Linked DNA regions of Zea mays: regions 1 and 3 are each linked to region 2. Evidence: chromatin contacts called from public Hi-C data. All regions are on one chromosome and are shown on one strand. Each heading gives the region's core, a stretch centred on a gene start, on an enhancer-like site or on the middle of the called end of the contact. The rest is flanking DNA. Distances are from core to core; before and after follow the strand shown.

Evidence for each region. Hi-C and Micro-C count contacts between places; a contact is called where the count stands out from the background.
Region 1: a Hi-C map of endosperm shows a contact between it and region 2, with 1.7 times the contacts expected there. The contact joins the promoter of LOC100275515 here to the promoter of LOC100502201 in region 2. A contact is called at or near these places in 6 of 25 Hi-C or Micro-C datasets (bundle sheath, ear, endosperm and 3 more).
Region 3: a contact with region 2 is called in a Hi-C map of ear, with 3 times the contacts expected there. The contact joins the promoter of LOC100274600 here to the promoter of LOC100502201 in region 2. A contact is called at or near these places in 7 of 25 Hi-C or Micro-C datasets (ear, endosperm, leaf and 2 more).

What each region holds. Positions count from the first base shown.
Region 1 is chr5:61,662,387-61,667,215 of Zm-B73-REFERENCE-NAM-5.0, reverse strand. LOC100275515 reads right to left here and starts at 3,357. Exons shown (of 1, transcript NM_001367378.1): 1 at 1,808-3,357. The coding sequence starts at 3,215. The coding sequence ends at 1,968.
Region 2 is chr5:61,318,253-61,322,834 of Zm-B73-REFERENCE-NAM-5.0, reverse strand. It overlaps LOC100502201 (60S ribosomal protein L30-2), which reads left to right and starts at 3,299. Exons shown (of 5, transcript NM_001196678.1): 1 at 3,299-3,380; 2 at 3,592-3,697. The coding sequence starts at 3,360. It overlaps LOC111589380 (small nucleolar RNA Z103), which reads left to right and starts at 4,462; the gene lies at 4,462-4,557. It overlaps LOC111589381 (small nucleolar RNA Z103), which reads left to right and starts at 4,279; the gene lies at 4,279-4,374.
Region 3 is chr5:61,581,833-61,586,631 of Zm-B73-REFERENCE-NAM-5.0, reverse strand. LOC100274600 reads right to left here and starts at 1,592. Exons shown (of 5, transcript NM_001148952.1): 1 at 1,180-1,592; 2 at 871-1,055; 3 at 526-766. The coding sequence starts at 1,459. It also overlaps the pseudogene LOC103626440.

The DNA of each region.
Region 1 (4,829 bases), core at 2,108-4,607, 340 kb before region 2:
CTGATTTTACAGGATCTGTAAAGTTTTTTTGGATGACTAGGGAATAGGGATCTCTGTAAGTGCATCTCCAAGGATCTCTTCATTTTTTTTCTGTTTATTTGTTAGTCTGTTTTCATTTTCATAAATATTACACTTTATATGCAGCATCTCACTTCAACAGACTATCTATCTAGTTTAGTCATAGTGGCTAGTCAAAAAATTAGTTGGTGAGTTATTTCGCTGTTGAGTAGCCAAAATTTGGTTTGACGAGCCACCTCGGAGATGCTCTAAGGTTTGTGTGGCTTTTGAATTTCTTTTGTTCTCTAGTTATCTTTTGTCGTCCACTTGGACAGGTTATTCAACTGAATTGTTTTTTTCCCCTTGAGTTCACCGTGTTACGTTTCCTGTTTTTTTTTTCCGCATATTTTGTTTTCTACGGAGCTACTTGTTCCTTGCGATGGTCCCTGCTTCTTGCACGTTCTTGTTCATTTGTACACCAGACCAGGTGTTGTGGTTCTTTTTCCTCGTGTTATTCCCGTTTTTTTTTTCTGGCTCAGGTTATTCCCATTGTTTTTCCCGTTACAATTTCTCATTTACTCGTCAACATCCTCTGCGCGGGGCCCGCACAGCTGTTTTTTCTCTCCTTGTTTCCTTTGGAATCCCTACACTTGTCACAGGTTTTCTGACGATATTTCGATTGCGAACCAAGCACATGATGAGTGATGACATGAACAACTGGATCCTGGGGATTGTGCTTGTTCAGCCCGCGGGCCCTATTCAAAAGCCTTTCCGGTGTCAAATGATAGTAGTTGGTAATATAAAATTTATCCTATACATCCTTCAGGCTCCCATTTCCATTTGGTGACTCTCCCGAAAAGGGGACGCCGGCCTTTGCGCTTCCGCAGGCGGCAAGCCGGCAAATGAAATTTAAGGCGCGGGGAGGGCAGGTCAGGTCGACTGGTCGCCGCGCCGGTGACATCAGGCATGAGATGAGCCGACGGCGGGCGGGCGGGCGCCCTGTGCGCATCGCAATTTATTATACGCCTCCCGCCTTTTCGCGCCGCGGACGCGGATGCGGATGCGGATGCCGTCCTCCATACACCCCACGACCGCCGTCGCAGTCGCGGTCGCCGTCGCTGGCCGGCCCCGCCCGCCTTTCCTGATTGAATGAGCCAAACCACGGAAAGCTGCCGCATTGATGGCCGGCCGGCCGGCCGTTCCCGCGCGCCTGCAACCGACGGGCGCCTACTTTTCAGCTCCACCAATGCTCGACCAGACCACCACACACGACCCCATCCCTGCCGGCGCCACGTACGACGTCCACGGCGCAAGGGGGCCTGCCGGTAGTAGACTAGACGTTGGGGCACCGTACGGGCTACGGCGGTCGGGTCGCGGCGACGGCGACCCACGCCTGGGCGCGCGCCCGCCTGTGTCTGGTGGCCGTGTGGACGAGACGACACCCTCAGGCTGCCATGTCTGACCGCCCGGAGAGGGAGGCGGCGACGTGCACCGCGCGTGGATGGCCGGCACCGGCACCGGCACGCCACATCCATATGCACGGTACAGGATCCCCGGGGAAGATCCGGTTCGCCGCCCGCCGCGAAAGAACCGACCGCGTCGCCAACCGTGCACATTCCTTTCGATTCCCTTGGTCTCTGGGTACATACAACGTCTGCTTCCGCGCTCGTGCCTCCAGCAGTCCTACGAATCTGCCGTGTCATGTCGTGCCAGGAAAGAGTCTAGAAAACACAGCAAGTGCCGTGTGTATACGGGGGGTATGGTATCTCGATTTCTCAATGGAATGGAATGGAATGATCCAGCACGCTAGTAGAATCAAACTCTCTGCAAGGAAGGAGATGCGAACGTCTGGAGGTGGAGTCGGATCATGAGCAGCAGGTGGCAGTGTGTGCGCCGTCTCTTGTACAGCACGTGTAGCGAATCCAACGAGCATGCAATCCGCCATTCCCAGACGACGTGGCGGGAACCTGCTAGTCCGCGCGCGCCATCCGGGGCAGCACGTGCAGCGCCACCACCCGCTTCCCCGGCGGCGCCGCCACCTCCCAGACGCGGGGCCGGAGCTCCGCGGCGGCGGGGGCACCCCACCGCCGTGGCCGTGAGGGCGCCACGTCGACCACGAGCACCTTGTCGCCACCCTGGGCCGCCACGCACACCCGGCCCCCGCCAGCCGCCATCTCGGCGGCGCCCTTGAGCCGCTCCGACTCCACTACCGTGCGCCACCGGTCCCCGGCCCAATCGTAGGCGCTCAGCGCCCCGCGCTCCTCGTCCACCACGAAGATAGTCGTCTCGTCCTCGTCGCCGCCAGCGGCCGCGGCCGCGGCCGGGCCCTTCCAGCCAGCGAGCATCCCGGGCGGCATGTCCTCCCACCGCGCGGCGCGCAGGTCGAAGACGGCGCCCTCCTTGGCGCCGCGGCCGCGGAGGCTGACCATGCACACCTTCCCCGCGGCGCAGACGGCCTCCGCGGCGTCGCGGCTGAACCGCGCGTCGCGCATGGGCGGGATCGGCTCCCACGCCGCGGCCGCGGCGGCGTCCGCGGCCGGGTCCCACGTGGCGCCGGACCGGGCGTCGCTGGCGTCGTAGCCCGCGCCGACTCCGCCCGCAACGAACACGCGACCGCGGGCCGCGCCCGCCGCGCACCACCGGCGCGGCGCGAACGGGAGGCGCGGGCCGAGCCGCCACGAGCGGGCGGCCGGGTCGAAGACCACGGGGCGGGGCAGCGCCGGGGCGAGCGCCCGCGTGGAGCCGGCCACGAGCACGAGCCTGCCCCCCGCGGCCACGGACTGGAGCGGGAGCCGGCGGGACAGGAAGGCCGGGTGCCACAGCCTGGGCGGCGGCGACGGCATCGGCGGCGCGGGAAGCTCGTCCCACCGCCCCGCCACGGCGTCGTAGGCCGCGAACGAGACGCCGCTGCCGGCGAAGGCGGCGGCGTCGTCGAGCACGGCGTAGAGCGCGAGGAACGGCGGGAACGAGGGCGAGTAGAGGAGGCGGCGCCAGGGGCGGCAGACGGCGTGCAGGAGGCGCGGCGGGAGCGGGGCGAGGCAGAGCTGGGCGAGGTGGTCCGGCAGGCCCGGGAGCAGGGGCTGCTCCTCCTGCTCCGGCTCCGCGTCCATGTGCGCCGGCGCCGCGGCCGTGCGGTGCCGCTTGTTGGGCTCAGCTGCTCCGGCGGCCGTGGCGGGGGCCTGCCAGTACGGGCGCTTGGCCGCGGCGGGTGCAGCCATGGTGGATGCGGCCGTACTAGTAGTAGGCGGGCCGGCGCGTCGTTGCTTGCGCTCGCACGGCGAACCCCTTGTAGTTCAGTAGTACTAGTATTATATGGCGGCGTGCGCGTGCATCATGTGGTGGCCGACGGCGATGTGGCGTGGTGGTGTGGTGGTGGTGCAGCCAGTTAATCTGGAAAGGTGCCGGTGCCGCCGCATGGCAGGGGCAGGGGAGGAGGACGGCTAGCAAGTGGCCGGTCTTGTTTTGGGCAGGCAGGCAGGCGGGCGCCGGCAGGTGTTGAACGGATCAGCAGCTGGCGATCCTCCTCCTCCTACCTACGCCTCTCGACACATTTGGTGGACCCTAGTTTCCTTTGGGCCACGCGGTCGGCAGCAGCATGCAAGTTGCACAGACAGGGCCATATCAGTCTTTCCGATGGCTTTGCCGACTTTACGAATTACGACCTCGCATACGTAGATTCTAACTCTAACCACCTTGGTTGTACACCACTCCTCACAATGAAGATTTCATGTTTCTGTTTTCAAAAATGCTATATTAGATTTATGGATGAATGAAATACCCTCTTTCAATAGAAAGTTTTATCTCACTATTTCATATATAAACATACTTCTTAAATGCTGCATATAAATAACCAATAGAATTTACTCAATTATATGAAGATGAAACAAAACACTCTCAGTAGAGGTTTCACACAGTTTCCAAGACATTGGAAACGGGTTAACATGGTTTCATCCCCATGAAACTCCATAAAACTCTTTCTTTTTAAATGATGTGACATGTCATCCAAATAGTTGATGTGGCAGGCTAATTAATATATGAAACACCTCATGAAACCTCCATTGTAAATAGACTAATCTGTGCAAACTATCTCGCTCGCGGTCTCGCCTCCAATGAATTTAGACAATTAAACGAATCCGTTAATTCAGTTAAATATTTTTTTCATGCCAGTAAACCGTACACACGACGAGTTTTTTTTAAGAATTTCTCGTTTTCATAATTATCTATATAAAGTCCTAAATACCCCTGAATTTAAGATTACAATAGTATGCCCAGGTAAAATCAAACCAGACATTTATCGTCTCTTCTATCCCTTAGGTTTATTTTTTTCTTTATTGTTGATCAGTCTTTACGGACGAGAAGCCTTACTTATGGTAAAGACAGTCTAATGGCTTCGCTTGACTTTTACATATAAATGGAGTATTGGTTAACGAGGCTACGTAGTCGTGAAGCTTCACGGGGAGCTACATTTGTTAGTCCATCCTCGTCAGTTTATCAATACTCATAACTATATTCAAACTAGACTCTATATGTTGTACAATTAAAAAAATAACTGAAATGCTTCCATCATATTTAAATAAATTAAATATTCTAATTCTAAATAAAACATGCATATAAATCAGATGAATGCCATATGAAATTATAACAGCAATGAACAATAGTAATTTTAATAAACGAAAACCTGAAATATAGCTACTCAGGTCTATTTATAAATTAAACATGGCTTGTAGATGAAGAAGGCAGATTAATCACATAAACATTATTGTTTATCTTTTTATATTGCTCTCAAAATAACGGATTGTTGTAATAAACAACCCTCCAATGCTAAATGGTGA
Region 2 (4,582 bases), core at 2,050-4,549:
AGTCTGCCAACACTTGGGACTGAATCGAAGATCTATGGACATAATCAATACAAAATTCATTGAGCTCTGCAGCCCATTTTCCAATCCTTCCAATAGCTTCTCGGTTTCTCATAATATCCTTCAGAGGTTGTGAAGAAGGAACAATTATGTTGTAAGCTTGAAAGTAACGCCGAAGCTTCCTGGAGGCCATCAAAATAGCATACAGTACTTTCTCCAATTCTGTATAATTTTTTTTGATAAACTAAGAACTTCAGATACGAAATATATTGGGGCCTGCCTCTTAACTTGGCCTTCAAGCTTCTCCTGGACAAGTGCTGCACTTACCGCTGAGTGCGAAGCTGCCACATATAATAACAAAGAAGCCCCTGGCGTTGGTGGAGTTAATGTTGTTAGATCTATCAAATATTGCTTCAGTTCTTCGAAGGCTCTCTACTGAACTAGTCCCCATTGAAAAACTTCGGCTGACTTCAGCACTTCGAAAAATGGTAAATTTCTCTCTGTTGATCTAGATATGAATCTGTTGAGAGATGCCAGCCTTCCTGTCAATCTTTGAGCCCCCTTCTTTGTACTTGGTGGTTCCATTCGAAGTATAGCTTCGATTTTGCTTGGATTAGCCTCGATTCCCTTTGTTGAAACTAAGCAACTAAGAAATTTTCCCTTCTTTACTCCAAAGACACATTTTTCTGGATTCAGCTTTAAGCCAACCTGTCTAAAATTAACGAAAGTCTCCTGCAGATCAACAATGTGGTTATCTTGCTTCGTGCTTTTTACAATGATATCATCAACATAAGTTATCACATTCCTGCCTATCTGAGAATGTAGGACCTTCGCTGTCATTCTGCTGAAACTTCCTCCGGCATTCTTGAGCCCCTTAGGCATCCGAAGGTAACAATATGTTCCACTGGGGGTAATGAAGCTGGTTTTCGGTTCATCCTCCTTCTTCATCCAGATTTGGTGATAGCCTGAATAACAATCCAGCAGACTCATAAGCTCTGATGAAGCTGCTGCATCGACTAAGGAATCTATCCTTGGCAATGGAAACTCGTCCTTCGGACAGGCCTTATTGAGATCAGTAAAATCGATGCACATTCTCCATTTACCATTGGCCTTCTTTACCATAACAGTGTTAGCCAACCATTCTGGATATTTTACCTCTCTGATAACTCCAGCACTGAGGAGTCTTTTCACTTCGTTGCGAGCACCTTCGGCTTTGTCATCAGACATCTTCCGAAGCCTTTGCTTTCTTGGTCTGAAGGATGGATCAACATTGAGCGAGTGCTCAATAACATCCATGTTTACTCCGCAAAGATCATTAGCTGACCAAGCAAAAACATCTTTGTAGTTGAACAAAAACCTTATTAAGGTTTTCTCCTGCTCTTCGGACAGTTGAGATCCCAATAGCACTTTCTGCTCTGTTATGTCCTCACATAAGAGCATGGGCTTCGGCTGATCAGCCGAAGCAGCTTTTTCCCTTCTGAACTTGTATTGCTCACAAGCTTCAGCTCCATCTATGTTATGGATTGCTTTTGAGTCTGTCCAATTTCCTTCGGCCCTTCTGGCAGCTTCCTGACTTCCATGAATAGCAATGGGCCCTTGGTACGAAGGTATCTTCATGCAAAGATAGGCTGGATGAAGGATTGCTTCGAAGGCATTGAGAGTACCACGACCAATGATTGCATTGTAAGGGTATTCCATATCAACAATATCAAATACAACTTGTTCAGTCCTTGTGTTGTTAATGAATCCGAAGGTTATTGACATTGTGATTTTTCCAAGTGCTACGATCTGCCTTCCTCCGAAGCCACAAAGGGGATGTGTGGCATCATGAATTTTATCCTCGAGCTCTTGCATCTGTCTGAAGGCCTTAGCAAATATGATATCAGCTGCGCTGCTTGTATCAACCAAAACATTATGGACCAGGAATCCTTTGATCACATAAGAGATAACCATAGCATCATTGTGTGGGTAATCCTTGAGTTGGAGATCCTCTTGAGAGAAGGTAATTGGAATGTGAGACCATCTTGACTTGATGAAGGGTCCTTGCACCCCAACGTGCTATACCCTTCTCTGTGCTTCCTTCTTCTGCTTCTTGTTGGCTGGCTCTGAGCATGAACCGCCTGTTATCGGGAGTACCAGCTTCGGAGCCGAAGCAGCTCCAGCTTGATCGTTGAACGAAGCCATCAGCTCAAAAAAGTGGAAGTGAGTTCACCGGAGGTGGGCGCCAATGTTGGGGACTTGTTCTCAAATGCTATGAATTAAGAATAAGGCAACATAAAATGTTAAAATATCAGTGCCCTTCGTCCGCTGAAGCATTATTTCCCCAAGGATATACTTCGGACGAAGGTTATAATGGCAGAACTACGAAAGTTATACTTTCGTAATTGAACTCACAAAGATAATATAAAATAACGTAAGACATAAAGCATTAAAGACAAGTAAATTGAAAATAAATAACATCATTTATATACTATATAAATTTAAGATGTTCAAACGTAATATTTAGACACATTTATACCTCTTCCTTGACAAAGTATAATTTCCGAGTGATGCGATTGCAATTGCAGGAATGCGTGAACAGTAAAGGAATATTGTTCACTATTTATAGGCACAGGACACAGCCCGTGAGGAATTACAATCGTACCCCTCATAAAAGTTTACAACAATGACTCGGACTCTTGTGGACTAAAAGGTCATTCTATCTTTAAGTCGGTTTGTAATTCCGAAGCTTCACGAAATGACACCTTCGACATCACGTATGAGCAGCTTCAGCCGAAGTTGTTTCTTTCTGCAGGACCTTCGACGACAAAGCATGGTCCCAACAACGCTCGAGGCCATCGAGGTGACTGGCGAGAAAGAAGCTCTATGAGGTTATTTACATCAAGAACCTCATAGCACGAATATGGCCATTCATGGACCACATCGTCGTTCATGCTGATGATAATATATGAGTTATTCGTTTTTATGTAATCGTTATTCACAAACTTTTTTATCAAATAATTTACATACCATCACAACCCATGAGCATTGTAGTAGGGCATATTTACAACATGGTACGTAGTCTCACGTTTTTTTCTGCCACAAAAAATAGAAATAACTATTTTTGAAGTCAAAGAGATTTTTTTTTCTGGCCACAAAAATCAAAGTTCATACTCCGCGTCTGGGCGTCTGCCGTCTGGGCTCAAAGAACTCGTAAGCCCCATTCTATCCTATACAAAGCCCACATCAGTAACCCCTAGGGTTCCTTGTACTCTATAAATAACCAAACCCTAGCTCTCCAGCCTTCCGCCCCGCAGTCATCCCCGAGAAGAGCCGCCGCCGCGCAAAGCCGCTTCGACGCCGTCACTCATCGGGGCGCAACCATGGTGGCCGCAAAGAAGACGGTAACGATCACATCTGCTGCCCTCTCACATCTACCCCCGTATCTCGAGTTCTCGACTACAAGCCCACGTTTCTCCCACCTTTTCCGTCGATCTGCTGCCGTCTTCTGGGCGGCAACATGTCTTGCTGCTGCATTCCAAGTATTCATGTTTCCAGTCTTGCAATTTATGTTCTAAGCTCTGTTTTTCGTTTTTCGTTGTTGGTTTTGTGCAGAAGAAGTCCACGGACAACATCAACAACAAGCTTCAGCTTGTGATGAAGAGCGGCAAGTACACGCTCGGCTACAAGACTGTCCTCAGGACCCTCAGGAATTCTAAGTGTAAGGAAGCTCACACTTTATATTCTGTCTCATGCGTAAGGCTACTTAGCTCTTGATTAACGGGTTAGGTAGTCAAATCGGTGCATATGGATGTCTGCCTATGTTACAATACCGTAGATTGATCCCGTGGATGTTCAATCCGTGCCTATGGACGTGTTCATGTAGCTGTTTTTTTACTGCTCACAGTGGGAGTATTAGGATTATGCAGGGGAAAAATCAAGTGAAGTGAACATTTTTAGATGTCAAGATGGAAATACGACATTGAAAGAAGGAGAATAGGGCTCATGACCTCAGCCACTATGAACTTTGTGGCTGCATGGACGCCCACCGAAATATTCTCTGGACAACGTATTTTTATCTACGTCACTGAATGTTTGTTCACTCTATACTTAATGTTATCAGTGGAAGGTCAGATGATAGACAGTGAACATACTGGGCGCTATAATTTCTCATCTGAGAAAACCAAGCCATAATTTTAATCATCCGTTTATGATAAAATATTTCTGAATTCCATGTGGTGTTTTTTTGTTGCCTCTTTTTGTGCCTTTTCTGTTATCTTAACTGTGTTGCTGCACACTTATGAGGATATGATGACCCTTTCCCCAGATGATCGACAGTGAACATATTGAGTGCCATAATTTCTCTTTTGAGAAAACCAAGCCAGAATTCTGATCCTCCATTTTTGCATAAAATGTATTTCTGAATTTTATGTAGTGCTTATTTGTAGCCTCGTTTTGTGTTTTTTAACTATGTTGCACACTTATGAGGATATGATGACCCTTTCCCCAGATGATCGACAATGAACATACTGAGCGCTATAATTTCTCATCTGAGAAAACCAAGCCAGAATTCTGATCCTCTGTTTGTTTTGCTGTTTTGCTTTAT
Region 3 (4,799 bases), core at 343-2,842, 270 kb before region 2:
GCAAGATATGTTTGCAATCTATACATAGTTACACACCATGACACCAGCAACATAATAGCAAACATTTTACCTATTGTATGTATATTTATACATGACACAGAGATATCTCGCCATACATTCCAAACTTAGCTTACTTCTCTGGTTTATACCATACAAATGCAGGATGGACTGAGATAGTTATTCAATATAATTTTTGCCAAGAAGGTACCGTACTACTATCCTAACCCCATAATAATAATAAACTTATGTTCCACAGGATTTACTTCTTTCTCTTTGGACATGTTCTTATAACATGAATAACAGAAGGTAACATAACACTTAGTCTGATGTTGTCACAAGCCAAGTAACCAATCATGAATAACAATGCACCGTGAATACTAATGTGAATGGAGCAGAAACTCATCAAGAACTATACAACTAGCAACAGAGAAGCCATGCAGTAAACATCACCAATCTATGTGTTTTGAAAACATTGTTCTCTACCAATCAGACACCTGTGGGCGTTAGAAGATTGAGCTCACTCACCATCCCACCCATATGGAGCAGGTTCCTTCTCCCACTTCTTGTACTTGGCTTCTGCAGTCTCCTGCGTGTCGAGCATGTACGCCATTTTCATATCAAGCCCATTCGAGTCCAGCAGCTTCCCAATCTTCTTCTTCCTGTCGTCTAACCACTTCTGCTTAGAAACACCTCGGCTCTCGCCACGAGGCTCCATCCTTTTCTTCTCGGCAACCATCGCCTGCTGGTTCGCTTTCCGTGCTTCATTCTGCGGAACGTTAGACAACAACAAAATGGATGAATGAATTGATATACCAAACAGCGTGGCAATAGCCCGGATGCAGTGGTAGGTAAATCAGCCGCTCGTCGTACCATCTTAAGCCGCAGCTCGAACAACTTCTTCTGCTTCTCCGTCATCTGCGGGTAGCCGTCATCCGGACCTGCGCCCTCCTGTTCGTCGGAATCGTTATCTATAGGCCGATGCTGCTCCACGGCATCAGACATGCCGGCGGCGGCAAACACATCAGCTGGTGGCTGTCGCTCCTCACGCTCCAGCCCTAATAACAAGAAGTCAACCGAGTACCAGGTAAGCGGACAGCAACGCTCGGATTTTGAAGCAATAATAAACAGATAGAAGGGCTTCACGACGATTCGAATTAACGGGGAAGGAATCACCCGCACCGCAGGCAGGGGATTTAGCGTCGGCGATGCGCTTGAAGCAGTAGTCGGAGCACTCGTGGTAAGGGTTGGAGGCATTGATGCAGTCCGGGTGGACGGTGCGCTGCTCGGGCGGGCGCTTCCACGAGTCAGGGAGCTCGTCGTCGAGGCGCTGCCTGGCCTCGGCGATCTTGCGGAGGCAGTAGTCGGAGCACTCGTGGTACGGGTTGGACGAGTTGATACACTCCGACCGCGATTTACTCCCCTCCGCCGCCGGCCCCGCCGCCACGCCCTCCTTCCCCATCGACGAGCCCGGATCTGGACGGGACGGCGGAACCCTAGGATAGCTTTGGATCGATTCCGTCTGAGATATTGGCTGGGATCGGGAAGCGATTGGAGAAGGGGAGACGACAGGAAGGAGACGGGCAGGGCGGCGGCGACTGCGTGCGAGCCCGTGGCCGTGGATACTGGGAGAGGATGAAAGTGGCGCGGGCCTGCGCGCCCAGGCGGCCCGCTCTGCAAAATAGGCAAAGGAAAACGGCGTTGGTGGGCTCAAGTGGCATCCAACCAATACTGTAGCCTATGTTTGGATTTTTTGGATATCTAGTATTCACTTATATCTCAATATATTAGATTGGTTAGAGCATCTCCAAGAGACTAGCTAAATGGCTCAGCAAGCCAAATTTTAGCTATTCAACAACAAAATAACTCTCCAACAGACTAGTTATCTAACTCGTCAAGCTATCCGACTCTCCAAATTGGCTCCCTCACTAGCCAAATTTAGCTAGCCACCTGACTAATCAAACTAGATAGATAATCTGTTGGAATGGAGATGCTACATATAGAGTATATTTTTTATGAAAAGGTAAATATAGAGTTAAATAGAGAGTCAAAAATGAAGATTCTTTTGGAGATGCTCTTAAGAGCATCTTCAAGAGACTAGCTAAATGACTCGCCAAGCTAAATTTTAGCTACTCAATAGTAAATTAAATCTCCAACAGACTAGCTATCTGACTCGCAAGCTATCTGACTCTGTAAATTGGCTCTCTCACTAGCTAATTTTGGCTAGCCACCTGACTAGCCAAACTAGATAGATAGTCTGTTGGACTGAGATGTTATATATAAAGTGTAATCTTTATAAAAACGTAAATAGATAGTCAAATAGAGAGTAAAAAATGAAGAGTCTCTTGAAGATGCTCTAATATCACAGTACAAGAGTAGAGGGCATTTAATCTTGTTAATAGATGCTAATAGATCGTGTTAAAATAAAACATGTCTACTAGCTAAGACTTCAAACATACCTAACTAATTGGTAGTATTAGCTAATTATTTAATGCATAATTGTTAGCCCAGTGGCAACATTAGCCGTGAGAATGGCCTGAGTCACATCTCACCACATCCGCGACCGCCCGACCGCGACGCTGAAGGGGAACGCCTCGCCGCCACCGGCGACAGCTGGCGCGAGAGGCTCCGTCGACGGACCTGCTACTCGCTTCCTTCATCGCCACCTCGGATGGCAGGCCCCGTTGAAGCACACACACTGGCTGCCTCAGCACCACCTCCGACGCCAAACCCTAACCTGGACTGGCGGGTTCGACACCCACCCAGGCACCATCGCCTACCCTAAGGTACTCTCCGTCCAATCCCCGTCCACCTTCTGTGAATCAAGTTAGACATGACAAATCAATCAAGCACGTTGATATCGAGCTTTTTGATTCTGCGTGAGCTCCATGCATTTCCTATTTTTTTTCCATCAATCGTCGTGTAGGTGATGGATCAGCACTCCTGTTGCTTAAGTTTCGCTGACAAGGTCATTAATGCATCCAGCGGTGTTTTATTATATTGATTGTGATGACCGATGGCGACGGCTTGGCCTGTGTCAGTCATTCCCAATTCGCCGGTTTGCCCCTACATTTGTTGTGTAGTGTCATTCTCTCAGGCGTACCTTCTAGATGGTTGACCTCACGTTACTGCCTTCCTCCCACCACCCCACCCTCCCTAGTTCTTATTTTTTCTTGGAAAATGGGATTTAGAAAATAAGATGTTGCTTCATTTACTTACATTCCTTGGTATTGGTAGGTCTTTCATCTGGATGCAGGGAGGAGGGAGCTCTGCAGCAAAGGAAGTCTGTAGTCACCATGGTCCATTTCAAGAACAGGTACATGGTGGTGGAGGTCTTTGTAGATGCAGGCAGAGGTGATACAGAACAATACTGTCGCACTGCCTTCTTACTTTGATTTGGTGCACTTATGAAACCTTCCAGAAACACACCTTATTTATCCATGTAGTTCTGTCTGTTATGTCCCTGATTAAAGTATTGCTGCATGTCAATTTGGACGTACGGTCAGCCTCATTATTATATAACGTGGCACTTTTGCCACACTGCAATACTAATAATAACATGTAGTCCTTAAGAAAAGGGCCGCTAGCTCTCTCTCTCTCTTTTTGTTATGGCCGAACTGCCTCAGTTGAGCTCATCAACCATCACTGCATTCACTTTTTGTTTTTTCTAGGAAGCATCAGGCGGCTTGCAAGAAAGCTGCACTGGAGTGCGATTGCGACGAAGCGAAATTTTGAACAGTACAGGTTGGCCGCGCGGTGGTAGTGTCACGGTGGGTGTCGTCCGGTCCGTAGAGATCGAGCTGCTTTGAGAAGATTAGAGAGGACTAGAGAGCTAGCTAGCCGAAGAAGGAAGAACTCGTATCTCCCCCTTGGTGTTTTTTTCTGTTTCGTTGTATCCGCGTGATGCTGTTAATTCTGGGCTATCTAAGGATTTTTTTTTTGCCCCAGTTATTAGCATGTGCTCATACCATAACGAATTGCTGCATTCTTCTGCCAATACAGTTTTGGATAATAGGGTAACTGATTAGGGGTTGTTGACTCAACATAACATCACAAGTACACAGTAAGACCAACTCCAGCAGTGTGCGACTCCGTATCCCTAAAACGCGCGGCCGACACATTCTCTCTCCTCTCCGTATCCGGCTCCGTTTCCAGCAACACTCCCCATCCCACTCCGCATGCAGTCTATGACACCTGGGCCCCGCCAGCAGGCGCGCGCGCACGCAGAGAGTGCGGAGAGGAGAGAGAAAGTGTGGAAATGGGGAGCGCAGGGACACGGCGTCCATTTTGCGGAGAGGGATGCGGAGTCTGCTGGAGCGTGCAACAGTGCCTCAGACCGCGCAAAATGGGGATGCGGAGTCGGATACGGAGTCTTGCTGGAGTTAGTCTAAGCAGCGGTGCCTTTTTTAGGGTCAATCAGAAATATGTCACTCCGCTTTTACAAAATTCTCCACTTTTATAAAAATTGGTTCTGTAGTTCATCTGATGGCATGTAATATAGTTTATCCTCTCTTTTTTAACATGTGATCACATGTGGGTATCATCAGTGCAGCAGTAACTTTGACTCTGCTATTAAAGTTTGGTTGGGACCTGATCTGCAGTAACTTTGACTCTGCTATTAAAGTTTAAGTTGGCACCTGATCTGCGTCTCTGCTTTCTTACCATTTTGTACTGCAAACTGAACTGGTGAAGGGACGGACATTCAGCTTTCTGGTGTAGCTTAATAGCTAATGTTGTTTTGCTCGTCGGTTAATTAAAATATCATTAAGTGTACACGACAAATTATTCTCAGCCAAATTTTC